5 separate regions of the Mus musculus genome follow, and all the other regions are linked to region 1. A link is a contact called in public HiChIP or PLAC-seq data. All regions are on one chromosome and are shown on one strand. Each heading gives the region's core, a stretch centred on a gene start, on an enhancer-like site or on the middle of the called end of the contact. The rest is flanking DNA. Distances are from core to core; before and after follow the strand shown.

Evidence for each region. HiChIP or PLAC-seq counts read pairs in DNA pulled down with a chosen protein or histone mark.
Region 2: a contact with region 1 is called in an H3K4me3 HiChIP or PLAC-seq map of bone marrow-derived macrophages, with 7 times the contacts expected there. The contact joins two enhancer-like sites. A contact is called at or near these places in 2 of 115 datasets of contacts at active chromatin or transcription factors (bone marrow-derived macrophages and extraembryonic endoderm stem cells).
Region 3: a contact with region 1 is called in a FOXA1 HiChIP or PLAC-seq map of pancreatic cancer cells. The contact joins two enhancer-like sites. A contact is called at or near these places in 1 of 15 datasets of contacts at CTCF or cohesin (the NIH/3T3 cell line), 1 of 484 Hi-C or Micro-C datasets (cranial neural crest), 2 of 115 datasets of contacts at active chromatin or transcription factors (embryonic stem cells and pancreatic cancer cells) and 1 of 9 other capture datasets (embryonic stem cells).
Region 4: a FOXA1 HiChIP or PLAC-seq map of pancreatic cancer cells shows a contact between it and region 1. The contact joins two enhancer-like sites. A contact is called at or near these places in 1 of 484 Hi-C or Micro-C datasets (cranial neural crest), 3 of 115 datasets of contacts at active chromatin or transcription factors (embryonic stem cells and pancreatic cancer cells) and 1 of 9 other capture datasets (embryonic stem cells).
Region 5: a contact with region 1 is called in a FOXA1 HiChIP or PLAC-seq map of pancreatic cancer cells. The contact joins two enhancer-like sites.

What each region holds. Positions count from the first base shown.
Region 1 is chr3:102,713,739-102,716,649 of GRCm38.p6, reverse strand. No RefSeq gene overlaps it. Among named protein-coding and RNA genes, the nearest start is that of Tspan2, 20 kb to the left of the region's middle. Within about 2 kb of position 1,484, at least 195 of the 459 cell types and tissues checked have an H3K27ac peak or open chromatin away from gene starts, as enhancers often do. A contact at or near this core is called in bone marrow-derived macrophages and pancreatic cancer cells, where this site is marked.
Region 2 is chr3:103,213,305-103,216,215 of GRCm38.p6, reverse strand. No RefSeq gene overlaps it. Among named protein-coding and RNA genes, the nearest start is that of Gm40113, 18 kb to the right of the region's middle. Within about 2 kb of position 1,460, at least 26 of the 459 cell types and tissues checked have an H3K27ac peak or open chromatin away from gene starts, as enhancers often do. A contact at or near this core is called in bone marrow-derived macrophages, where this site is marked.
Region 3 is chr3:102,309,063-102,311,973 of GRCm38.p6, reverse strand. No RefSeq gene overlaps it. Among named protein-coding and RNA genes, the nearest start is that of A230001M10Rik, 48 kb to the right of the region's middle. Within about 2 kb of position 1,478, at least 56 of the 459 cell types and tissues checked have an H3K27ac peak or open chromatin away from gene starts, as enhancers often do. A contact at or near this core is called in pancreatic cancer cells, where this site is marked.
Region 4 is chr3:102,336,659-102,339,569 of GRCm38.p6, reverse strand. No RefSeq gene overlaps it. Among named protein-coding and RNA genes, the nearest start is that of Gm40110, 35 kb to the left of the region's middle. Within about 2 kb of position 1,434, at least 57 of the 459 cell types and tissues checked have an H3K27ac peak or open chromatin away from gene starts, as enhancers often do. A contact at or near this core is called in pancreatic cancer cells, where this site is marked.
Region 5 is chr3:102,365,084-102,367,994 of GRCm38.p6, reverse strand. No RefSeq gene overlaps it. Among named protein-coding and RNA genes, the nearest start is that of Gm40110, 6.2 kb to the left of the region's middle. Within about 2 kb of position 1,529, at least 54 of the 459 cell types and tissues checked have an H3K27ac peak or open chromatin away from gene starts, as enhancers often do. A contact at or near this core is called in pancreatic cancer cells, where this site is marked.

The sequences.
Region 1 (2,911 bases), core at 235-2,734:
TTTTGCCTGTAGTGGACAGTGAAGGCTGCTGGCTTGATCAAACACGTACCATGGTTCTAGCAAACATGCTTCCCCCTTCCCGGTTGTGCCCTTGTTTGACTTCATTCTATACAACTTGATTAGGGTCTCCTCTTAAGTCCCATCTCATGATAGTATTATTATTATATCCTTGAAGGTAGTAATTAGAGTTATGAAGAGTCGTTTTTTCCTGGTTCTTTTCCTGAGTGGCTGGACTTTAGCTAATTCATTTAATCTCCTTGAATCTTAGTATTTTCATCCTTTAAATGATAGTGAAGTGTGTCTTGCTGAATATTACCTGTTTCTGGTAAATGTGCAAAGAAATGACTGTCAAAGCAAGCAGAAAACTGCTAAATGAGCATAAAATCCAAAAAAATTTATCATTTTATGACTTTTGAAATTCATTATAATGCCTGACACTTTGCAGGCACCAGCCAACTGGTGCGCCTCCATCTATTATTTAATGTGGTGAGGGGATATGCTATCACTTGTCACCACTAAGGACCCACTAAATCTCATCTCATTCCATCCCCCCACTTCTCGTTTGATGAAGAGGAACCTGAGGCTAGGAAAGGTTAAGCAACACATTCAAGGTCACACAGCTAAGAGCCTGTGCTCTCACGGGGTTCCCACATTTGCCTTCCTCTGGTCCCAGAACAGGGACAGCTTCTGGTCATGCTAAGAGGTAAAGGATTCAGCCAGCTCTATGAAGGTATTAAAGGCAGAGCTGGGACCAGCGCGAGGCCTGTCGGCTGTCGGTCCAGTGCTCAGCTCCGGCTCCCTTTCTGGCAGAGGTGGACACCTGAGATAGAAGGAGGCTCTCGTAGCTTCTTCTGTTCTCACCTCTTGGAGGCGTGCCTCTCACGGTCCAGGTTTCTTTTTTGTCATCGAATATATTTATATTTATATTCCTTTCACAAAGGAGAAAATGGGAGCATAGAGAGATCGCCTGAGCTTTTCTCTTCCAGGTAGAACACTTCCACATACTGCAGTAAGAGGAGAAAGCCGGATGGTTGGAATTTGAATATGAGGAGACACGTTAGTGACAAGCAGTAAGGCTGAACTGGAAGAAGCCAGCCAATCCCCTTCCACTTCCTTCCTGAGGTCTTTGCCTCTTCTGAGCTTGGCTTAGCCCTGACCGGAGTGAGCTCAGACACGACAGAAAGAAAGAGGAAATAGATTGTGTTTGTCTGTGGTGCTAGAGTAAGATACGGAGCAACAGTCACCCTAAAGGCCAGCCTGGACTTCCCCAGCTGACATTTGCTTTACTCGGGGGATCGATAATCTTGGCCGCAACACCTACAAAACCTGGGCCTGAGCTGCCTCCATTTCCAGCCTGCTTGGGTTTCAGTTCTTTCCAAGGTATCATTTCCTGGTTGTTTCTTTGGCAGTTTCTTCTGCACCGGCAAGGTTTAGTGTGCCCGGGCGTTTACCAGGTGTTGGCTCCCCCCTGCTGTCAGAAAGAAGCATTGCAAGGACTTGACAAGTTGCGTGTATCTCATGAACTCAAGAACTCATTGTCTGGGAGTGCTTGTCTCACGTCTCCTCAACAAGACATTGACTGTCCACGCGAGTGGGTCCAAGATCGGTAGCCATCAGTGCTCAGTTCACACTGCTGTTTATGCATTAAGGGAGTCGGTTTATGGAGCAATCAACGTGGTTTAGCACGCAATGCTTTCTAATTTCTGAGAACTTGGGCCTTTTGTTAAGGCCACTCCCAGCCTTCCTGGCCTCCTCTGAGCAGGCAGCATGGATACTTCTGATCGCGGTGGGAGCTGAATCCACCTTAGGTGCCTTGACACTCTCAGGCTTTTTACAGCAGGTCACCAGAGACTGGAGTCCCTTCAGGGCTGAGGAAGTGGAAGGGTTTCATCAGTCTACTGAGAGCTACCGGCCACTTGAGGTCCTCAGGGTTGGAGAGGCTAAGTTTCCTTCTTATTTACATTGCTGAACTGTCCTAGAGCAGTGGTCCTGGGCTCCTGTTACCAGCTTCAGAGGCTTGTCTCAGCCCTTAGGGCAGGGGCTCTCAGCCTTTGAATAGAGACTCAACCCCTTTCGCAGGGTCGCAGAAGACCATGGGAAGACGTAGAAATTTACATTACAATTCATAAAGATAGCAAAATTAAAGTCATAAAGTAGCAATAAAATAATTTTATGGCTGGGGGTCACCACACCACGAGGAACTGTATTAAAGGGTCACAGCATCAGGAAGGCTGAGAGCCACCGCCTTAGGAGGCGTCTACATCTTCAGCTCATGCTCCGTCTCTTGTCTGGGCTTCTTGTTTTCCTTGCCTTTCAGGTTCCCATGTTCTTAAAGTCCTAGAGGTCATAGGTTCCCCAAAGCTTCTTTCCAAAGAATAAAGGCCACCGCCCACTACTCTATATTGTAAGCACGCACTGTCTCTTGGGTTCCTCCTCATTTGTGTGACTCAAGCCTTTCTTACCCCCATAGGTACTACTCGGGACTCTCTCCCAGGGTGCATTGCTTCTGCTCCAGCTAGAATATAAATAGCTGGCTGCCAGTCCCTGGGCCGTCCCCTCAATACTTCAAACTGTGTGTGCCAGGGAGGGATTCAGCCAGGAGCGCACAGAGATGGCTCAGAGACTCCGGCTTTCCAATGGCCTGTGTCACTCAGCAGGCCCCGAGCATCTGTAGATTCTAAGCAAACATTTTATTTTGTCTTTGTCTGCATTATGACATGGTTTGTGATCCCCCCCCCCCACTTATCACATCTGCAGTGTGTTGGGTGTCTACAGTGTTGGAGATGAGGCTGGGGCTGACGCTGTATTCTGGACGATGTTTCCCACAGGTGATTTGTGCTTTACCCAGCACAAGGGCAGCTTCTGGTCAGGCAGAGAGGTAAAGGATTCAGGCAGCTCCATGAAGGTATTA
Region 2 (2,911 bases), core at 211-2,710, 500 kb before region 1:
TTAAAGGTGAATCTAATATTATTTCCTGTTAATTTTGTCAATCCGTTCTTTTCTTGTTGCTTTGCTTGTAGTCAGTGCATCATGTTAGTGTCGTTGTCGCCCCCTCCTGTCCTTCTCCCTGTCCCCCCACAAGGACAATGAACACAGTCAAGAATTCACTGAGGAGTTTGTTTGCCTCCTCTTTGATTACATTAAGCATTCTCATCACCATTCTTTTAAATTCTACTCCAGGATTTCATCTAATTCACTCTCTTAGGAAGACATTGCTGCGTGGTAGTAGTAGCAGCACATGTCTTTAATCCCAACACTTGGCATGCAGAAGCAGGTGGATATCTGACCCATCCAGCAGGTCCAGTTATTCGAGGGTCTCGAGGGGACCTTCTCCTAAGAACCAAATAGGGGGGTAGAGAGAGACGAGAACCTTGTGTAAAGAACGACAGGGAAACATTCTGAGTAACATCAAGGTTCCACTGTATTAGCCAGGCCCAAGGTTTAAATGCACAAGCAAAAGGGGAAGTACAGGTACTTATCAGCGGGAGGGGTGCGGCAATAGAATTGCACATTCTTTAAGCAGTTACATGGGGAAGCAGGAACTTGGCGGTATCAGGGTGTGGTCAGGACATCTGGCGCTGATTTAGGGCTGGAACAACCTGTGGTTGTTCTCCGAGCAGTGCGTTGGTGGCCCGCTTTTGACCCTCTTTTCTTCTGGGGTGGGGGAGGCCCAATTCAGAGATCAGGACAATAGTGTTGTCTTAATAGCTCCCAACAGATATCTGTGAATTCAAGGCCAGTATGGTCTACAGAATGAGTTCCAAGATAGCCAGTGTTACACAGAGAAACCCTATTTCAAAAAAACAAACAAACAAACAAATAAATAAACAAACAATCAAAATGTCTATTAAGTAATTAACAATGATCAAAAAAGATAATGTAACAAACCTATATTTGGCTCTGAAACTCCCTCCTCAGACAGACAGTCCTCTTTTCTCAGTGCGGCGGGTTTTGAACTCTTTTTTTTTCCCTGTGGATCAAACGTGGCTGACGAGGAAAGATGTGATTCTCATTTCCTGTGTAAGTCTGTAGAACCTGGTATGTGCTGCCCCAGTGGGCTTTAGACCGTTGCCTTTGGACTGAGATTGTGGTACTATGGGGAAACCTTGCTGCTAAGGTCAAAGTCTGACATTAGCAGAAGGCCCTGAGCTCAGTGCAAAATGTCAGACTCCCTTTGTCTGTAGGGCTTCTTCTCTGACCTTGTCTGGGGAGCTCAAACTCTTCTACCTTCTACCTGCAGAACATCACATAGCCTTGGTTAGGTTACAGGTTCAGCTTCCTTTCTCCCAGTAAGAGCCCATTCAGCAAGCAGCTCTGATTCCTGGAAAGCCTCCCCATGCTAGTGAGGTCATTAGCCTTCAACCAACGACCTTTGCCCACCCTTCGATTCACCCTGAGTACAGTTGATCTCTCTCCCTAAAGCTAATCCTGAGCTTGGACATTTCCATTCATTTCCATGTGTACTCACAGGGCTTCTGAGCTCTCTGTCCATCGCCCCTGCTCCAGCTCTGGTACAACTGTCAATCAATTACTTTGCCAATCTCTGTTTCCTCATTTAGTTTGAAATACAATACAGATGTGCTAAGGCAATGGGCTTTATGGATGCATATACCTGGTAATATTCCTGTGTATTTTTTTTTTTTTTTACCTCTGTGTTGGGATTTGGTCCTGTTACAGTATTCAGAGGTAGGGCTCTGGGGAAGCCACTGCCATGAAGAGCCATCTACTCGGTGGATTAATCTGTTGATAGAGTCATCATTTGCCAGAAACTAGGAAGTAGGTAGGAGGACTTGGTTAGAGGAAGTGTTGCCAGAATTGTTAGGGTCAAAAGCCTGGGTCCTGAATGCTGCACAAGCGTGGCTTGTCCTCCTGTGCTCAATGCCCCCAAAACAGAAAGGAGGTTTATTTAAAGTACACACATTGGGAAGACAGGCAAAGAGATCCAGTGACCTCTTCCAAGTCCATATTTGGGGTTCTGACACGAGGTTTAAGTAGACGTTAAGAGGCGTACATAAAGAAGTGGTCCCCCCACTTTGATCCATCCTTGTCTCTGCTCTAGTCTTTCCTGCCAAGTGGCCTGGTCAGTTGTTAGAATCTCGTGAACTATTGTCTTGGGAATCAAGTTCTTTCTCTGACTGATGACAGCGCTCCGGCCTCTTCCTTCTCTGAGCCTGGGTTCCTGGGGACCATGGATTGTAGTGAGAATCTTGGTTTCTTTCAAAACACAGTTGTGTTATGTGAACATGTTTTTGTTTTAATCCCAGGTGTGGAATAAGCGGCTGTTTCACAGCTGGTGTTTACGATTTGCCTTGTGCACTGGCAGGGGAGTGATCTCTGCCAGCTGCAAATAGTTTAATTCTGGGGACTCTGGAGGGTATAAATGCAGAACCCGGAGAGAGCCAGAGGCATGCCAAAGAGGAAGGAGGCTGTTCTTCCCCATTCTCCTCCTGGTTGCTGTCATTGCAGTTTGTCAAGTGTTCATGCGCAAAGAGATGAGAAGTTGGAGTTATCCTGATGACAAAGCTTGGACTTGCCCCAAGGACCCAATGCCCCATCAGCAGGAGTAGCATATAAAGGTCTATGCCCCCTTCCCACTCTAAGCTTTCTCTCCTACCTGCTGGTGCGGGGTTGGGAGGGGTTAGGGTGGATAAAGGTTGAAAGCGAGGTAGAGGCATAAGAACTTAATAAAAATAAATTTAAAAAATATCGCCTACACATGGTTTCAGAAGTCTAATAATCAAATAGGGGCAAACGAGTGTATCTTCCTTCGAGGGTGATAGTGAAACCTAGGGCCTTGCATGTTCTAAGTAAGTGTCATACCATTGCCACAAAGGGCTTTGCCTGTTCTAAGCAAGTGCCA
Region 3 (2,911 bases), core at 229-2,728, 400 kb after region 1:
GACTCTGCCAAGTTTATAAATACTTCCTCTGAATGACAATAAATTTGGTCTCCCCTAATCTTTCTCCCCATAGATAAAATCTCATTGAGGTTGGAATAGCACTAACACTCAACAGTAACTGCTTTCTTGCTTGATTTCAACACCCGAAGCAAATGAATCTGAGGGCCTCCTATGTCTGAGGTCACAGGCTGCTTGCCTCCAGGACTCTTGCCTGTCTGTATCCTGACAGTTGGAAGCTCACGCGCTTGGATAACTGCCTCTCATGCTGTTTTGTTTTATGAAGTCAAGACCATTGATAAAACGCAGACAGTTTGCAGAAAGAGCCTAGAGAAGGTCATTCCTCTGGACCCTTGGCTGCACCTTCTCTGACAACAGATGAATTCACCAGATGTATCAGAAGCGGCCCTCTTTTCCTCGTGCAAGATGAGCGTGCCCTTTGTTTGATGAGCCTTGAAGAGCTTAAAGGTAAGGAAGCATAATTATATATCATCTCGATCTCGTTTTTCTCCTTAATTCTTTCTTTATTACTTCTGCAACTTGCCAGGTGCTTAACATAGAGGCAGACACACAAGACTTCTAAAAGGCACTTGCCTATCAACACTGCTATCAAACTTGCAGTTGGCTTGCCTCTATCCCATATCTACTCAACTCCAGAAAACTCACTCAGCCACTTAGTAACTGTCTAAAGAAGTGCTTGGTGCAGGTTATAACCTGAATTGATAATTAACCAATCAATCTTTTTTTTTTTTTAAAGCACAGTGAAAAATCACTATGCTTGCTGCCAGTAAGCATGGGGAAAAATAATACACCTTTGAATCCTGTTTTCTTTCCCTGCAAGTTTGATAGCAGTGTTGATAGGCAAGTGCCTTTTAGAAGTCTTGTGTGTCTGCCTCTATGTTAAGCACCTGGCAAAATATGAATGCAGAGAGAGAAAACCTGTAGCCATGTAGAGGAGAAATAGACAAAGCAGAGGCCAGAGGTCCCAGGGCCAGACACATAGCCCAGTGGGACCCCCAGGGCAGATTTTTTCCTTTCTCTTTTCTCTCCCTTCTTTTCCTCTGCTTCTGTTTCCTCTTCCTTTCTGCTTTTCACCACCCCCAATGTGGAATACATTCGTCAATGCTCTCTACAGCTATGTTTTCTTTTTAAAGATTACTGTTACACCCTAATAACATTGACTAATATATATTTTTTAATTCGGAATTTGTACAATTTCGGTGCCAATTAATAATTATATAAAAATTCCATTTACTTCTTGGGTCATTGGCCTGTAACGTCCACAGGTCTTGACAGGTTTAAATTGAACTGGAAAAGAAACCTTCCTTGTTTTAGGATGCCTCACAGCTGCGATGATTTAGAGAGTTCCCGCTCTTCTTCCCTTTTGCCCCTCCCCCTCTCTGGTTACTCACACTCAGCTGTGTCACCCTAGTGACCAATGAGCAAGGAATCTGCCATAGGTTCCTTGGGGAAGGAATGACTCACAGTAATCCACCTCCCTCCTGACAAGCCACCTGTGACTCCCTCTGCCAAGGGCTGGGGCAGGGCTCTGTACACAATGTGGTCCCCGCTCCATCAAGGCTGCTTGATTGATAGAGAGCCAGGTGGCCGCCAGGCTGGCCCCATGTAAGCCCGCAGGAAAGATACACCAGCGAGGTTCAGAGTCCCAGAGGTGGCCTTCGGGAGTCCAGCATGAGCTAACCCCGTAGGCTCGTAAATTGTCCCCAGATCTGAATTTAAACCTTCTCCGGGCAGAGAAACTTTGAGCTTCTCACTCCGAGTTTCGGGCACGTTATTTTCATCTACGGATAAAAGATAATAAAAGGTAACACTGCCCATTTAATGGATTTCTTGAGAGCATCCAGGACGCAGTATCCAGAAAGTTCCTAGAGGATGGGATAAGAGTAAGGAGAATGGAGGCAGACAGGGACCAACTCCTGGGTTCATCTAGAGTAGTATGGGAGAGCAGAGTCCAGCCAGCCCTCGTATCAAAGAGAAATATCTTGCTTCCAACAATGGTTGTTTCCTGCTCTTGCTGACTACACAGCACCACCTAGGGGCGGAGCACGCTTGGAGCCGACCAAGGTCCCGCAAGGAACGTTAACCCCACAGAAAGCCTTTGCCTCTTTTGGACTTCCCAGTCTCCACGGCTCCTCTTGCCTCTGCTCTCTCTTCCCTGGCCCATGTCCTTTCCCACCCAATCCTCGTTTCTTCTCATCCTCTTTCCCTAATGCACTGTTTTTCACACAGGGGTCCTCAGGGCTTTGAACTGAATGTAAATCTGTGGGAAGTCAGATAACATCCATTCTCAAACAGCCCTAACCCTCTTCTTACACTCCCTGCGATTGACTTCTTTTAGATGGCACCAAGGATTGCCATGGTTACATTGTCCTTGGGCTGGGACAGGGACCTCTAGTGCTGTGGACAGTAGGGCCTGGGGATTTCCACTTCGGTCAGCGAGAGTGCAATGAGATGGGTCACTCTCAGGTCATATCTCTATCCCAGGAGCCTATTTTTCCTAGTGGGAATCCTTACTCTCTGACTAAACTTAGATGGAAGAACAGAGTTGGAGAGTTGGCTCTGTGGTTGATAGAGTTAGTTATTTTTACAGATGACCTGGGGCTCTGTTTCTCAGCTCCTACATGGCAGCTCACAGCTGTGTGTAACTCCATGGTATCCAATACCCTCTTCTGACATCAATAAGTGCAGTATATACCTATGGTACACATACACACATTCAGGCAGTGCACTTATTGCAAACAATAATTTTAAAATTTTTATATAGAGATGTATATGCATGCATATATGTATACATATACATACACATATATACACATATGTACACATATATGCATACATATATACATATACATGAACACAAAAAAATAGAAGAGTGAAGGGTTATTTTGGCTAA
Region 4 (2,911 bases), core at 185-2,684, 380 kb after region 1:
ATGGGGTCGCCCTCCTCCTCAGTTTCTTCCAGCCTTTCCCTAACTCAACCACAGGGGTCACTGGCTTCTGTCCATGGTTGGGTGCATCTAAGTCTTTCAGCTGCTTGTTGGGCCTCTCAAGGGACAGTCATGCTAGGCTCCTGTCTGTAAGCAAACCATAGCACCAGTATAGTGTTAGGTCTTGGAGCCTCCCCTTGAGCTGGATTCCAAGTTGGGCTGGTCACTGGACCTCTTTTCCCTCAAACTCTTCTCCATCTCCATCCCTGCAGTTCTTTCAGACAGGAACAATTCTGGGTCAGAGTTCTGACTGTGGGATAGCAACCCCATCCCTCCATTTGATACCCTATCCTTCCACTGGAGGTGGGCTCCACAAGTTCCCTCTCCCCACTGTAGGGTATTTCATCTCAGGTCCCTCCCTTTGAGTCCTGAGAGTCTCTCACCTCCCAGGTCTCTGGTACATTCTAGAGGGTCCCCCCACCTCCTACCTCCCAAGGTCGCCTGTTTCCATTCTTTCTGCTGGCCCTCAGGACTTCAGTTCTGTCCCCCCCCCCATACCTGACCATGTTCCCCTCTTCCCCTCCCTGTCCTCTCTTCTACCTGGGTTTCTTCCTCCCTCTGCCCCCATGATTGCTTTCTTCTCCCTCCCAAGTGGGACTGAGGTATTCTTACTTCCACCAGGGCCTCTTGCCTGTCTGAAATGTTCTTTTCAAATAGCCCCGTGCTAGCTCTGGCTACCACGGTGACAACAGAGTGCCAAGTGCTCACCTGGTGCCCTCCTCCTCACAGGCTTATGGAGAACAAGGCCTCTTCTAATTCTCGCTGTGCCTATCCTTGCTGAGACAGGAGTCTCGAAGCCATAGCTCCAGCACCTATGGGTGAGCACACATCCCATCTGGCTCTTGCTAACATAGTTAGGGAACAACATGATGCCTGTGAGCCCATTTTGTATAGTCCAGGCATTTCTCAGCCCTACAGTGAATTCTGTTGCCTCACTTCAGACACTGTCTGAGGGAGGCTGAGGGAAGCCTTCGGCTGTGGTCTCAACCTCTCTAGAGTCTGATTTTCTAACATTTCTCTAAGTGATTCTGGTGTGATGGATTTCTTAGCCAAAGTGAACAGCACTGTAGGTGGACAGGTGGCTGTCAGTTCCCTGCCACCCACCAAGAAACTCAGCACCTTTTATCACGCCCGCCCACCCCATGCTCTCCCGGGGCCTCCAGGGGCCTGCTTTTCCTGCTGCACCTGGAGGAATTCTACCTTCTCCTCCAAGTCACCATTCGTCATCGGCAGCTCCTGCTCCCGAGTTGGACAGTTAAGCATGCAGGGCAGGGAGGGGGTGACTCATTGGCACACACTCAGGGCCTAGCCCCAGCACTTGGCCCAGAACGGGCCTTTATTACTCTATACCTCTCATTCACGTTTCTCCAAGTTCTCACACTTACGGAGGTGAGTGCCGTGACAGCTCATGCTGCACGTGTTAATGACACACCAGGCACCCGAGACAGATGAGATCAGAGAACAGAAATGAAAGTGGCTTAGATTTGGGTGAGAGGCTCTAGCTTACTCATGCCAAGGGTTATTGCAGTTGAAATCTAGCTGTGGCTGGTGATCAAAAGCCTTACAGAGTGAGGGGGCAGAGAGGATCCTGGGGGGACGTTCATGAGCCCTGTGTGCATGGAGCCCACTCCAGTGCACACACAACAACAGCAGCCACTCCCTGACACCCCCCCCCCCCCGTGCACTCACACCCACACTTCCATTCACCTCCTGACACAGCTGTCTGGAGTCACTGCCCATTCAGCCCTCTTTGCACTGTTCAGTCAGGCACTACAGGAGTAAGAAAATTATCCTCATTATCACTGAGGATAGCTTAGGAAATCCATTCTTTTGTGTGTGTGTGTGTGTGTGTGTGTGTGTGTGTGTGTGTGCGCACGCGTGCACACACGCGCAAACTCATATACACACACAAAACCACACACACACATACCAGGAAGCCTCACAACAGTCAACTTGTAACAGAAACTAGGATGCTCTACAGCGACTTGTCCAAACTTGAGTATAGGCCCAGCTCTATCTGGACTATGAGAGGATTTACTGTTACATAAAAGCTAGCCACTGCACCGGTCTCCTTGCCTCTCCCTGACTGCAGCTGCGCACCTTCCTTAGAAACCTTTCTTCTCTACACTTATTCTCTTTTTCTTACTATTCTCTTGCTCTCCCTCCCTCCCTCCCTTCTTCCCACCTCTCTCTCTCTCTCTCTCTCTCTCTCTCTCGCTCTTTCTCCCTCCCTCCCTCCCTTCCTCTCTATCAGTCAGTCAGTCAGTCAGTCTGTCTGTCTGTCTGTCTGCCTCTGTCTCCCCCCCCATTCTCTCGCTCTCTTTTCATCTCCCCATCTTCTCTATTGTCTTCCATTCTTATAGTTTCCTATCCCTGGCCATATCCAGTCTGCTTCTTTCTTTATGCTCTGGAATCTTCCAGATGCCTCTGTTTTTGTTTTTTGTTTTTTTTTCTCTTATATCCACAATAAAAACTTTACCCGTATCATGGACTGGTCATGTCAGCAGTTTCTATACTGAACCCCCTCACATACAGGTTCCATGGGATGGGGACAGAATTAAGTTGCTATAACGAGAGATAGGTTGTGAAGCCACTCTCCAGGACACTGCAAGTCACCTACAGTGCTGAGTAGTCATGTGAGCACATGGCATATGGCACACGGTATGACACGATGACGTCATTGTTATAGCAACTCAATTCTGTCCCCATCCCATGGTGTATGGCCTTCTTGCTGGTTACTTTCTCCCTGGCTAATTTCATTCATGCCTGTGGCTTTAGTTAACAATGTCCAAAGAAGATACACATCTTCACCCAGGTCTATAGTGCACCTCCTACTTGATAATCATCTATGGAA
Region 5 (2,911 bases), core at 280-2,779, 350 kb after region 1:
AAGCCTGGGGCCTAAAGCCATTATCTATTGCCAATAGCCAGTCTTCTTCCACAGGCTATTGATGATAGACTGAACTCTCATGTATATCCCTTCAGCTCTGCTGGCACACCTTAGAATGTATTATATTGTATTATTCCCCAAATAACTTCCTAGACAGTCAGATAACACCCATAGCTGGTTGTAGTAGGCTGCCACTCTGATTACCTGAGTTCCTGAACATAATGCATACAGGTCTACAGGCTCCAAAGATGGTGAGGTAATAAAATGTCACCTGAAATAAAGAGGACTCAAATGGGGTCTTAGAATCCTATGGTTCAGAAAGCTCATTATCATGTTTACTTAATGACCTTGGACTGACAGCATCAATGAGAAAAAAAAGTAGCCTATTGGAAGAAAGAAACCTGGGAGGAAGCCAAGAACTCAAAGAAGTAAGATGACAGTCAATTCCCAGCACTGGATGTGGGAGCTGAGAGAACTTCTCGATCCCTCCTCTACACTTCCCTCTATCTCTGTGCTTCCACTCTTGAGCAACATGCAGGTCAACCCAGGATGACAGACTAGATTCCAACACTCTTGCCTGGCATTACAGCATCCACAGACAGCAGAATTCTTTCTGGAGATAAGACCAGTGCACAAGAGAGCCCTTTTCACTCAGGCCATGGGGCAATATCCAGCAAAAGGAAGATGCCCAAGGCTTTAAGACATATTTCTTTCAGTTGGAAGATACATTTCTGCAGCGAGAATTTTGGTTTCTTAAAAAACAAACAAACAAACAAACACCCGCAGAATATACGTATGTTTTTGTTTTAATCCCAGGTATGGTGATATGGGCTGCTTCACAGCAGGTGACTGTGATTTGCCTTGTGCTCTAGCAAGGGCGTGGTTTTGCCAGCTGCAGATGATTTCTGTGAGTGTGTGACATTTGAAATTCAGGGGACTTTTCAGAGGATATACAAATGCTAGAGCCACCCCCTTCCCCATAGAAGGGGCTGCTGCTGGTTGGCCGGTTGGTAGGTGGTTGCTGTTAGGTGCAGTTTGTTGAGGTTTGTCAAGTCATGTATGAAGGGACGAAAAGAAGAAATTAGATACCCGGACAGCAAAAATCAAACTTGCCCCAAGGAACTCAACACCCCTAGGTATCAAGGAGTCAAGGAGTAATCTAACCATGTCATCACCCCCTTTTCCCTCTGACTTTTTTTCTCTCCTACCTAATGTTAAGGGATTGAAAGTGTGGAAGGAGAGGGGTGGAGACAGGTGGGAAAGAAAAAGAATCCACAAAATGGTAAAAAGCCCAATTACACACTTCTTCATGTCTGTCATTTTTAGCAACATCTTGAAAGGTGGGTTTTCACATCAACACAAAGAAATCTGTCTGGTAAGGCTCAGCACAGATCTGGTATTTGTCCCCACAGTAGGCTTCAGCAGTGCATCAGAATGGCATGGAGGAAGTGCCCTAGCCCAGTCCTGAGGCCCCAGTCCAGCCTGTGGATAAACAGTGCAGGCTGGAATGCTGCTGCTAACCCCACGTGCCTGGACTGATGGCCATGTGGAAACCCCTGACAGCACTTTCCTGTGAGAGACCTGGGCTCTGGGGAGGCGCAGCTTCCTGCTGTGTCACCGTGATGTGACCACGAGAGTGGGAACGGGGCCCAGGAAAACTTCCTTCTGGACTGGGTCGACCCTTGTGCAGAATACTGGCTCAGTGCTGAGCATTTTTTCCCTGAGATAGCAAGGCCTCTGTCATCCTGTCCAGAGAAGCCTGGCTGGCCACTGCCCTGCCAGTATCTATCTTACTGTACCCCTGAGACTCAGGGTTAAGCATCAGCCAATCATAGGCCCTCTCTGTGCCCCTGGTCAAAGGGACCAGATTTAGAAATCTGGTGACTCAGGTACATGGGAATTTGAAGGTCACTCATGCTATCAGGAAATCAAATTTAAAAAAATCTCAATTTTATTACAAAAAAAAGTTAATAAATTGCCTGTCAAACAGTAAAATTGTCTTGATTTCTTTTCTTACTACTTTACTGCAGTTTCCAAATTTTTGTATTATTTATATACTGGAAGAGTAATCTTTATTAAAGAAAAATGTATAATAGTAATTAATTAATTTAATTTAATGTTGCTATCCAAGGGACTCCAAAAAGGACTGCTAGTGAAGCCCTACAGCTTAGCATGTGAAGGACTTGGTCCTGGATCTTTCATTTATCCTGGCTACAACCTCCTAAAATTATCTATCATTCACCGAGAGGTTGGGAATTATTCTGTTATGAAATCCCTGCATCTTACTAAGTGAACCATTTTTCTTATACTCACGCATGATACAAGATAAAATGCTTGTTATTGTGGCATGATAACATGCTGCCATCGAGCCATTTACTGACCACTAATGGATCTTAGCCAAGTGCTTGGTTTTGGTGCTGAACATACATCTAAAATCTATTTAATTTAATTAATAAGGGAACCTATATGTGGCTATAGTATTAGTTCAGGGTCATATTTATGGCCTTTGATCCTATCTTGATCATTTTTTCAACTCGATGATGTAGGTGACTACTTAACTTTGGCTTTTATTGCCTGTAAACTAGGGGTAATACCTAGTTTACCTACTCGATAAAGCTTGGATGAGACACTTCAATGAGACACTCCTAGCAATGTGCTTAGCATGAAGCCTGGCTAAGAGGACAGGATCTGGCTATGCTTTATATTAGGGAGTGGAACATCTGCAATAGCGCCCCTGTCTTTACAGATGAAATTTTAACCACATATAGGTCTCTATCTACATGAACAGTACGTGTATTCCATGCTTCCTGACCAAACTACCCTTGAGGTCTCACTTTTTGCTTAATCCTTATGATTAGGATTCTAAGGGGAGAATGCTGGAGGACACTGTTAGCCAGTCAGATGGCAGAAA